Regions from separate parts of the Zea mays genome. Here regions 1 and 2 are each linked to region 3. The links are chromatin contacts, called in public Hi-C maps. All regions are on one chromosome and are shown on one strand. Each heading gives the region's core, a stretch centred on a gene start, on an enhancer-like site or on the middle of the called end of the contact. The rest is flanking DNA. Distances are from core to core; before and after follow the strand shown.

Evidence for each region. Hi-C and Micro-C count contacts between places; a contact is called where the count stands out from the background.
Region 1: a Hi-C map of leaf shows a contact between it and region 3, with 7 times the contacts expected there. The contact joins the promoter of LOC100280284 here to the promoter of LOC100272892 in region 3. A contact is called at or near these places in 9 of 25 Hi-C or Micro-C datasets (bundle sheath, ear, endosperm and 2 more).
Region 2: a contact with region 3 is called in a Hi-C map of ear, with 2.1 times the contacts expected there. The contact joins the promoter of LOC100272315 here to the promoter of LOC100272892 in region 3. A contact is called at or near these places in 3 of 25 Hi-C or Micro-C datasets (ear, leaf and tassel).

Annotation. Positions count from the first base shown.
Region 1 is chr1:93,486,265-93,489,944 of Zm-B73-REFERENCE-NAM-5.0, reverse strand. It overlaps LOC100280284, which reads left to right and starts at 1,459. Exons shown (of 5, transcript NM_001153212.1): 1 at 1,459-2,007; 2 at 2,815-3,076; 3 at 3,406-3,607. The coding sequence starts at 1,703. It also overlaps a transcript of LOC100283107 not described here.
Region 2 is chr1:93,788,086-93,791,538 of Zm-B73-REFERENCE-NAM-5.0, reverse strand. It overlaps LOC100272315 (Flavin-containing monooxygenase FMO GS-OX5), which reads right to left and starts at 1,744. Exons shown (of 7, transcript NM_001365722.1): 1 at 1,011-1,744; 2 at 837-907; 3 at 606-755; 4 at 416-498; 5 at 173-305; 6 at 1-70. The coding sequence starts at 1,551.
Region 3 is chr1:93,617,519-93,621,162 of Zm-B73-REFERENCE-NAM-5.0, reverse strand. It overlaps LOC100272892, which reads left to right and starts at 1,268. Exons shown (of 6, transcript NM_001147345.1): 1 at 1,268-2,043; 2 at 2,142-2,291; 3 at 2,402-2,484; 4 at 2,612-2,744; 5 at 2,924-3,097; 6 at 3,186-3,644. The coding sequence starts at 2,256. The coding sequence ends at 3,383.

The DNA of each region.
Region 1 (3,680 bases), core at 210-2,709, 130 kb after region 3:
CACACACAAAAATCCAATATGATGCATTTCCTCTTTATTTTAATACCATTGGTTTTAAATAAATAAATCTCAATCATATGTGTTCTTTTTTTTATGATGCAGATAAGGCACATACAATAGGGAATTCGCTATTTATTCCTTGTAAACAATTTTGAGTGTTACAACCGTGTTCGTGCTGACCCGAAAAGCCCGGCGCATATTCCCGGCCCATATTCGCAACACTAGGGAGTGCTGACGAAATCTCCCACACGGGACCTCGAGCTACAGCTACAGTTGCCAAAATTGGAACGACATTAATGAAGCCCAGGCAAACGGCATCCACTCCAGCTGTCCTGGTAGCTTGCATGGATAGTATACACCAAATAACCGATCCGACTATCTGAGGCGTAAAAATCTGGTCAATCGGCTAGCCAGCCATGATATCCCCTGCGCAGTTGGGGTTGCAACTCGCAAGCGCGTGTAGAACGGGGTCCGGTGGTCCATCCGAGCCGTCTCACCAACCCACCGCAGTCCGCCCAGCCCAGCACAGCACAGCACACCACCCGGTCGTCATATGGCGGTGTCTGGTTTACGATGCAACTTGTCGTGTCGCAAATTAAATTGAACGTGCTCACTGCTATAACTGCGATATATTGTACAGTACGTATCTTTTTAGCACTTTGTCTCGCGTGTCCTAGGTCTCATTTGGTACAGCTCAGACTCACTGTTAAATCTACCTTCTTTTCTTAAATAGCTTCATAAACGGCGTTCTTTGGTTTAGCTGGAAATTTAAAAAAAAAGCTATTTGGCAAAACAGTTTTATCAACAGTTTTATGTGTGACTAAGGACATCTTCAGCTGATCTCCTATTCTATCTCTTCTCTCTTCCACTATTTCAAACTCCACCCTAAAAACAGTGACATATACCAGCTTCGCATCCCCTATTTTATAGGGTTAAATATGTCTATGTCATTGTAATAATTTTTTATGTTTTGATATGTGCAACTAAACTTCTTAAGCTTGTAAATGTACCATTAAACTTGTAATTAAATATGAAACAAGCCATTGTGTACGGTTTTGCTGAAATTAGACCAACAAAAGGAAATACGAAAATAGTGGACAACGGGACAAGCCCACTGGCTGGTTGACAGTACAAGGAAGGAAGGAAGCAAGAAAGCGTCCCCGCCCCGCCGTCCGGTTCGATGCCGAGCAGCCGAGGGAGGGACGAGTGGACAACGGAAGCGTTGTTGCCCGGACCGTCGCCGGTCGCTGGAGGGCGGGGCCGACCGGAGACCAGGTCCCGCGTGTCAGATACGTACCAGGTGGGGGGCGTGCCGGGCGTCGTACGCTGGACCGGGACAAGGGGAAAGCATCTGCTACTCCGGCAGGTCTCACTCCGAGAACTCATAAATAAACGCCGCCCCGTTTCCCCTCCCCTCTCTGACCTCCCTCTCTCCTCCTCTCTCTTGCTTTTGCCAACCAGAAGCATCGTGCCGAGGCAGCCAAGTATCTCAGCTTCTGATTCTCCTCCTCCAAACACCATCCGCGGGCGTGGCGTACATACCCAGTGGTGCCGACGACTGCCGAGCAAGGCAAAAAGGCCAAGCAGCGCCCCGGGCCGGGCCCCAGCGCGGCGCCTATTGGTTCGCTCTGATCGCCGGGGCTAGTCAACGGCCGGTGATCAGCCGACCCTCGCGCGGGAGTGGGGCCGCGGAACGGCGGCGATGGCGGGGCTGCCGCCGGTCGCCAGGCGGCGCCCGCTCGCGACGGCGTCGTCGCTGCTGCTGCTTTTGCTGCTGCTCGTGGTGACCGCGGCGGCGCGCGAGGAGCGGGGCCTGGCGCGTGTGCAGGGCCCGCCGCCGCGCCACCGCCACGCGTACGCCGCGATGATGTACATGGGCACGCCGCGGGACTACGAGTTCTACGTCGCCGTGCGCGTCATGATGCGCTCCCTCCCCCGCGTCCGCGCCGACGCCGACCGCGTCCTCATCGCCTCCGCCGACGTGCCGCGCGACTGGGTCCGCGCAATGTGAGTGCCGCCTTCCTCGTCCGCTCCGACGCGTCTCCGTCGACCAATAGCGAAACCAGAGTTCGAAGCCATTCCTTGCAAAGACTTTCCAAGGTTATTTTTTGCGGATAATTTTATTGCGCACTGCAAACCCGCGTCGCGTCTCGTTGCGGTGCAAACTACAGTGTAGAAACTCAAGGCGAAGACTAGGGGATGTGTGACGTGTTTTCGGGTACCTGGGAGAACGATGATTTGCTAGTTCGGGAAGTGGAACAGGGCCCACCTGCAGAGAGGAAGCTTCTCCTAGTTTTTTTTTTTCAAATTCTTGTGGGGGGTATCTTCGGCCACTCACATCGAGACATATGCACTGCATCCTGCAATGCTTACTTTGTTATTAAAGTTGCTCACAGAATATGCTGTCATGGATGCACAGCTCTGAAGCTTTGACTATTTCCTGTCGTGTACTTTTTCAATCCTCTGCTACCCACTTACACTGGTCAACTTTCCTTTTTCTTTTATAGTGATTGCACAGAGGATCTTCGTTTGTACAAAAATAAATGTTTTCCGTAGTTTCTCTGACCAGGTTCATAGCCAACACTTTTGTGTCTTTTATCATTGGTGGTATCAAAGTCAGTCCCAAACGATTAATAGCGATCGGTGAATGTCCCCCAAGACATGGCTTCATCGTTTCACAAGGGTCAACGGGACATTTTTTTTCTTACTTGTTTTACTTTCGTACGAAGACTTGTTTCAACGAACTAGGAATTTTGAATGCAAAATGCGAAATGAAACGAGACACCTATTGACAATACAAGGGGACGTATGCAGGACAGAAGAGGATGGCATGAGGGTGTTGATAGTGGAGAACCTCAGGAATCCTTACGAGAGCAACCTAGGAGGGACCAACAAGAGGTTCAAGCTGACACTGAACAAGCTTTATGCCTGGACCCTGGTGGACTACGAGCGTGTCGTCATGATTGATTCCGATAACATCTTCCTCCAGAACACAGACGAGCTATTCCAATGTGGACAGTTCTGTGCTGTTTTCATCAACCCGTGCTACTTCCACACCGGTCTTTTCGTGCTCCAGGTATGTACTGAACTTTCGTTGTTCCACTTGTGACCTGTCCCGATACAACCAAAATCTGTGTCATTTTGCTTGAAATCGTGAGAGCTTGTTGACTTAGCTATGTCATACAAAACTTCTTTAGTCAAAATGCCAGTTACAAACTAATAGAATTTGAGCATGCGTACCCCCAAAGCTGAAGTATACGTCTTCTTCCAGTATGAATGATCCATTGAAAAGAAAATTCCCACCATCCATAACTTGATTCTTGTTAAACTCACACACTGAGATATGTTGTGCTCAGACATGTAATGGCCAACCAGACTAATATTGGACTCTTCTTCAATCTGCAGCCTTCTATTGATGTATTCAGAAGCATGCTTCATGACCTGGAGACTGGCCGTGAAAACTCTGATGGTGCTGACCAAGGCTTTTTGGTTGGGTGCTACCCAGACTTGCTCGACAAACCAATGTTTCACCCTCCTGAGAATGGCACAAAGCTCAATGGGACCTATCGCCTTCCTCTTGGCTATCAAATGGATGCGTCATACTACTGTGAGTGCTGCAGCTACACAGCTTCAATACCAATGCACCTGCCTGCAGCTATTGCTTCTGAAAATTTCAACCA
Region 2 (3,453 bases), core at 495-2,994, 170 kb before region 3:
GCTCGGCACGCCCCGACAGGACGGCGGCGACCCACTTGGATTCCAGCTCTAGTGCCTGGAAGATGATGCTCTGCGAAGCACACGCAAGAAATCTTGCTCTCTGAATTAGTAGTCGACTAGACCAGATGGCTTCGATTTCGACGATGTGCATATATCCATTTAGGTCTCCTACCTTGTATGGCAGCCCAACGAAACAGAGATTGGGTGCATGCTTGGGTGGGAAGACGTGCTTGTACAGTGGCCCGACGCGGTTGTCGTCGACGGTGAACCCATCCAGGTCCAGGAACGGAAAATGGTAGCGGTACCTGAAGGTGATTGCAGGTTCAGTTCATTCAGGAGTGGTAAATGTGCTCACAAAGGGGAAAAGATAGAGCACCATTTTGTGTGCAACTGCAATCGTATTCGTAGTACGTACCCTGTGCAGTAAAGAATGGTGTCTGCAGCCACAGATGAGCCTTCGGCAAAGCGCACCTGGCCGTCGTCTTGGATGCACTCTATCTGCTTATCATATATACATTCATCATATTAGTCCATTAACATAGACGTATCTTAGCCTTGAAGAATAAATTATGAAGCAGAGAAGCTAAGGAAGTTCAGAGCTGAACCTCGCTGTGCATCCAGGCGTTATGATAGAGTTCAATCTTTCCGAGCCTGCCCTCCGAGTATCTAGCTGAGATGTGCACCTCCTTGGCCACGTGTGAGATTTCTCTAGCGATGTCGATTCCGCTGGCTCCCAATCCTACGACTACAACACTCTGCAAGGAGAGTTTGCCAGTCTGGAACTGGTGAGGAGTGATGACAAGCTGCAAGAGCAAGAGGAGGCAGAGGACATGTACCTGATCTTGGAATGGTTCCGGGGTGCGGTAATTGTGGCTGTGCATTTGCTTTCCCCGCCACTTGTTAATTCCTGTAGCAACAAACAAACATTGCGAGGTTCTCTTGCCGTGTGATATTACTCCGTAGGTTCTTAGGAGTTAGGAGAGAGGAAAGGGGAAGGAAGAAGGAGGCACCTCGGATCTTGGGCACTAGAGGCACCGAGCAGTGGCCATTGCAGACGACGACGGCGTCGAATGCCTCCTCCGCGACGTCGCCGTCTTCCCCGCGCCACGCCACCGCCCACTTCTCCCCCTGTCCCCGACCCGGACAGAGCGGCCTCACCCGCAGCACTTGGGCTCGGAGCCTGACGTGCGGGGCGACGCCGGAATCCGCGGCGAAGGCGTCGAGGTAGGCGAGGACCTCCCGGTGGCCCGGGAACGTGCGCGGATCGCCGGCGAACGCCCGCCCGGCCAGCGGGAAGCCCGAGAAGCCCATGAGCTCGCGCGGCAGGTTGGTGCGCAGCGACGCATACAGGCTGCTGTGCACGGCGCCGGGGGCGCCCGGGTCGCTGCCCAGCGGGTCCGCGTCCGCGCGCGGACTGTACGCCCAGGTGCCCCCCACGCGGCCTGACTTCTCGAAGACGGACACGGTGTGGCCCTCGCGGAGCAGCTCGCGCGCGGCCACCAGCCCCGCCGCGCCCGCGCCCACCACGGCCACCTCCGCGCGCCGCCGCATCCGATCCGAGCTCCCTCCCTTTCGCGTTCAGCTCTGCCTTTGGTTCGTTTGGTTGACTTGTCGCGGACTGGTGCCGTGGTGCTTGTCACGGTCTTGGATAACGAGATGCTTGGGCATGGAAAAGGAAGCCGGAATTTGGCAAAGAACGTGGAAGAACACAACAGGCAACAAGGGGGGAAAGATTTTGAATCGTGTTATTCGTTAAGGCATCCTTCGGTTACATTGGCTTATAATCCCGCCTCGACACCTACACCTACCACACGACTCACTCGTGGTTCAACTCACTTGGCCTTCATTTGGACAATACCTCGTCCGTAAGCTGCTGGATACCGACGCCAGATCCTACGCAATTTTCTCATGATGACAAAGAGCCCTTGCATTGAGTCGTTACTAACCTTTACCTTAAGCTCTTAGGACGTCTTCAATGCTAGCTATTTCACTTGCTAGATTCACTCTCTTTCCTACGCGTAGGGTTGAAAACGAACGGAAAAAATCCCGTTCCGACCCGTACCGTTTTCTACATTTGACCCGACCGTTTCTGTATTTACGGAAAAATATGGAAATGGAATGGAAACGGGAGATGGCTTATTCCGTCCGTTTTTGCGAGATCTTTTTTTCCGGATTAAACCCATATTTATTCCGTATTTGATAAATATGGGACGAGCCTAATATGCATTAGTATATAAACTAAATCCTCATGTATTTAGGTGACAAATTATAGCACAATTGGGCATTGTAACCACCGGCTCTTTTCAACAAGTGATCTAAAGTCTTAAATAACATCAGATATAGCTAAATGTACACATTTAGCAACCAAACAACAATAGAATGTTGCCTCTCTATATCTATTTGTTTTATGTTATTGTTCTGCCAATTAATCACTAGTCAAACATTAATAACATTTCTATTTGTATTAAATTATGAGTTTCCGTTAGTATTCCCGTTTCCATTCGTTTTCGCAATTCCGTTTATCCCGCTCCCATTTTCGTTCCCGACTATTTCGGACCCGATCTCGTTTTCGATGATAAAATACGGATACGGAAACGGGAGAGTGGTTTTTCCGTCCGTTTTCATCCCTACCTACGCGGATTGAAACGGGAGAATAGCTAGCAACGAATAAATAGATATGAGATTTCACGTATTCCAAGAAACTAAGTGTATTACGTGTGAGACCAAATACTAGTTGTGAGATAAATTACTATTTTTATTTTTGTCTCAGCTCCACATCAACTAGCTATTTGATACAACCATTGTGGATGCCCTTATAGCATCGTTTAGTTCCCCATTAAATATGAAGAGACATATTGCACGAAATACAATACAAATCCTATTGTTAACTTAAGAAGAGACAAAATCCAATAACAAATTCAAGGGTTGTTTGGCTAATAATGAGTATCTAGAATGAGATTTTAAAAATGAACCATGAACCAAACATGGCCAATATTTGGCCTCATCCGTTATATGTTGAGCAGTTTATTATTGTTTGTGTCCATCACCATTATTTCCATGGTTGTCATCTGGATTAATCTTGGATGTGTACTTAACCTGGATCGCTCACAATAATAGAGTAAAGGTTAGTTTACTATGTTGCCTCAATTACCAAAACTAAATATGAGGTTCTTGAATATCTTTAACATGGGACTTTCAATCTTCTCCACTTAGGATTTTTGATATCTAAGAGCAGTTTGATATGACATCAGTGACACCATGCAAACAAATTCTATTGATGCCATATGCGAACTTCATGTATTTCTTCTTCCAATGGATCTACATGACTAACTAATTTGGGTCCAAAATCATGTCAGAGCATTTGAGAGGTAGAATACATATCATGAGTTAAAGTATGTCCCAAATGTGCCACAACATTTGAGGGATGATAGTACCAGAGAGTATCAAACTACA
Region 3 (3,644 bases), core at 19-2,518:
AACCATATAGTGTCTCTAATTTGTTTGCTTTCTCGCTTAGTGGCTTTGATAGAAATATATCTTTCTTGGCGCGGCTACAACCTGTTGGTCTCTTTGGTTACACAGGAATGATATCGTATTGGAAAAGAAAAATAATTATTCTCCATTGCAGATCATTTATTCCATTGCACATTAGCTTGGAACATGTGCTATTTTACAGAAGACGGAGTTGCGGTCTATGGTTGTTAAGGCTAAGCAGTATTTGATGCCGGTGGCCATGGACTTTTTCCCCGATCTCATGGGTGGTGGTCTAATCTACGGATTGATTACCATTAGAGTGTATGGATTACCAACTTTATTTGTCTTTAAGATGCGTGCTTCTTAAGCAGAGGCTAGAAGAAATTTCAAGAACTTGTATCATGTCGATGTAATGTGCATGAATATATTAATAAAATCTTCCTTTATAAAAAAACAACGGTCACCAAACGGAGTAGTCGATATCAACCAATCCATGACGACTGGTTCCACTCTAGGTTTTGTTCGATTGTTATAATTCCATGTGAATTGGAGTGTATTGGGATGGATTCTGACTTGCGATGGATTTAAACGACTCAATACCACCCAATACACATGGAATGACTGTGAAACGAACAAGCCCTAACGTAGTTGGTAGGTAACGACAATAGATCCACCAATCAGCCGACCAAATCGTCGCGAGCAGTACGCAACATTCATCAGAAGTCGGTATAGTCCGGCATTGGATCCAGCCTTATAGTGATATAAGTTTTGTTGGGTAAATATTGGCCCCTATTTGTTTCAACTTCTGTCCACCAGAAGATGTTGCAGACTGCCAAACGCTTAACTTTTCAGTCCGCTTCTATAAGAATCACTTTAGTCAAAACCGTTCAAAATCAACGTGAACATATAATAGATCGAGTCGCTGCGATAGTAGAAAACTGTCGCTACATCCTAAACCTTATATAGACTTTTTTATCTTTTCTCCTCCGATACTCAGATTCTTTCTCTTTTATATTACTTCTCCGATACTCAGATTCTTTTCGCAGCCAATTTTCAGAAAAACTCCTCAGGAAAAAAACTGAACCAAATAGATCCATTATACATGTAATTATTAGTATAACATTGTAGTTTCTTGTAAAAAACAAAAACTACGAAAAACGAATATTTTTCAAAAAAAAATAGCGTGGCCAATCATACGATGGATTGGTGGTTGGCTCGCCAATCATATGATGCATTGGAGCAGGCCCGTCGACCGTCGGTCGCACTTCCCAGTGCTCCGAGCCGTCACGCCACCAATCCCCGACCAGAGTCCAAATTACTTCCCGCTCCGAATTCCGATGCCGCGCACGGTGGCCGTGGTCGGCGCGGGCGCTGCAGGGCTGGTGGCCGCGCGCCAGCTGCTCCGCGAGGGCCTCGACGTCGCGGTCTTCGAGAAGTCGGGGCGCGCGGGGGGCACCTGGGCGTACGACCCTCGCGCAGACGCCGACCCGCTGAGCCGCGACCCGGGCTCCCCCAGCGCTGTGCACGGAAGCCTCTACGCGTCGCTGCGCACAAACCTGACGCGCGACCTCATGGGCTTCTCGGACTTCCCGATGGCCGGCTGGGTGTTCGCGGGCGACGCGCGCGCGTTCCCGGGCCACCAGGAGGTGCTCGCGTTCCTCGACGCCTTCGCGGAAGAGTGCGGCGTCGCCGCCCGCGTCAGGCTCCGCTCCGAGGTGCTGCGCGTGGCGGGGGCGCCCCTCGGCCAGCGGGGGCGCCCCTCGGCCAGCGGGAGCGGTGGGCGGTCTCGTGGCGCCGCGAGGACGGCGAGGTGGCGGAGGAGGTGTTCGACGCCGTCGTGGTCTGCAACGGCCACTGTACGGTGCCCAGGGTGCCCGGCATTCGAGGTGCCTGCCATCTCCTAGTTTCCCTCTTTTGTTTCTCATCCAATACAATGGAGTTTCGAGGTGCCCGGCATCCAATGCTTGTGTCACAGGAATTGACAATTGGAGCGGGAAGCAGATTCACAGCCACAATTATCGCACCCCTGAACCGTTTCGGGATCAGGTATTTCTCTCCTCTGCCTATTCGATTCCAGCACTCCAAAAGATTCCTCATCAGTAACGTTGTGCCACCCACTCACAAATTTTCCACAAGAGCCACAGAACGTTGTCGTTGTAGGATTCTCGACCAGTGGAATCGACATTGCTTCAGAGATCTCACGTCTCGCCAAGGAAGTGCACGTAGCAGACAGGTACTCCAGGGACAGGCTGGGAAAGATGGCGCTGTACCAGAATGTCTGGATTCACGCAGAGGTTCACGACTCTGAACTTTCATAGCTACTCTACTCTACAACACCTTCCCGCTATATGAATAGAGCAATCTGTATTGAGCATTGACACACGAATACCATCCACGAGAGCAGGTGGACTGCATCCAGGATGACGGCAAAGTCCGCTTTGCTGAAGGTTCCGTGGTGGATGCGGACGTTATTCTTTACTGCACAGGGTAGGGTTGAGCTCAAACTGGTTTTCTCCGTCCTGCACCTACCATCTCTTTCCTCCCTTGCATTTCGTATATATGATGATGATATGATTGTAAAAAGCAATGCATGAAACTGAATTTTCCCGGCCAGGTATCGCTACCATTTCCCGTTTCTCGACCTGGATGGGCTCACCGTCGACGACAACCGTGTCGGGCCACTGTACAAGCACGTCTTCCCCCCAAAGTACGCGCCGAACCTGTCATTCGTTGGTCTACCAGTCAAGGTACAGCAGCGCTTCTTCAATGAAATTTGAAATCCATACTATGACAAAAGCGAAATCTTTCTGCACGGCTACTGCTTACATTGTTCAGACTTCAGGCAAACATGATATCAGCAAGCAAAGCATGTCTGCATGTGTAGTATTATAACTGCGAATCCAAAACTTTGTGCGTGCCTTCCCAGACCATCGTCTTCCAGGAGCTGGAGCAGGAAGCCAAGTGGGTCGCGGCCGTGCTGTCGGGGCGGGCCACGCTGCCAAGCGAGGAGGACATGATGGCGTCCGTGAGGAGCCATTACCAGCTGATGGAGGAGGCCGGGAGGCCGAAGCGCCACACGCACGCACTGGCAGCTCAGTGGGTAAGCCAACGCTGACAACGTGTGACTGTGTGTGTGTGTGTGTTACCGGCCCGACGCTGCAGCCTGAAACTGTGTGCGTTCGGACCAGGCAGAGCACATGAACTGGCTCGCGGACCAGGTCGGCGAGCCTCCAGTGGAGCCGTGGAAGTGCGAGGTGTTCGATAAGGTACTTGCGAGCATCTTGGCGCTCGACGAGGCCTACCGAGATCGCTGGGAACAAGAGGAGGACGGTGGCTCCAGTGGGCATCAGGAAGGCATTAGGATCAGAGCGAGCTCCATCATGTAACGGAACCTGAACGGTTGCGGCAACCTGACGCCGTCGTATCCTGATTTTACTCTCGTGATACTTCACTTCGTTGTGATCTTCACTGAAACAATTTGCCACCATACAACGGGAATAAAAAAACTATTTAGGGCTTGTTCGGTTAGCTCTCAATCCATATGAATTGAGTGGGATTGGATGTGTTTGAATCCCGAATAAGTCAAACTTATTCTTAATTTTTTCCAATCTCATCCAATCCATGTGTATAGGGAATAACCAAACAAG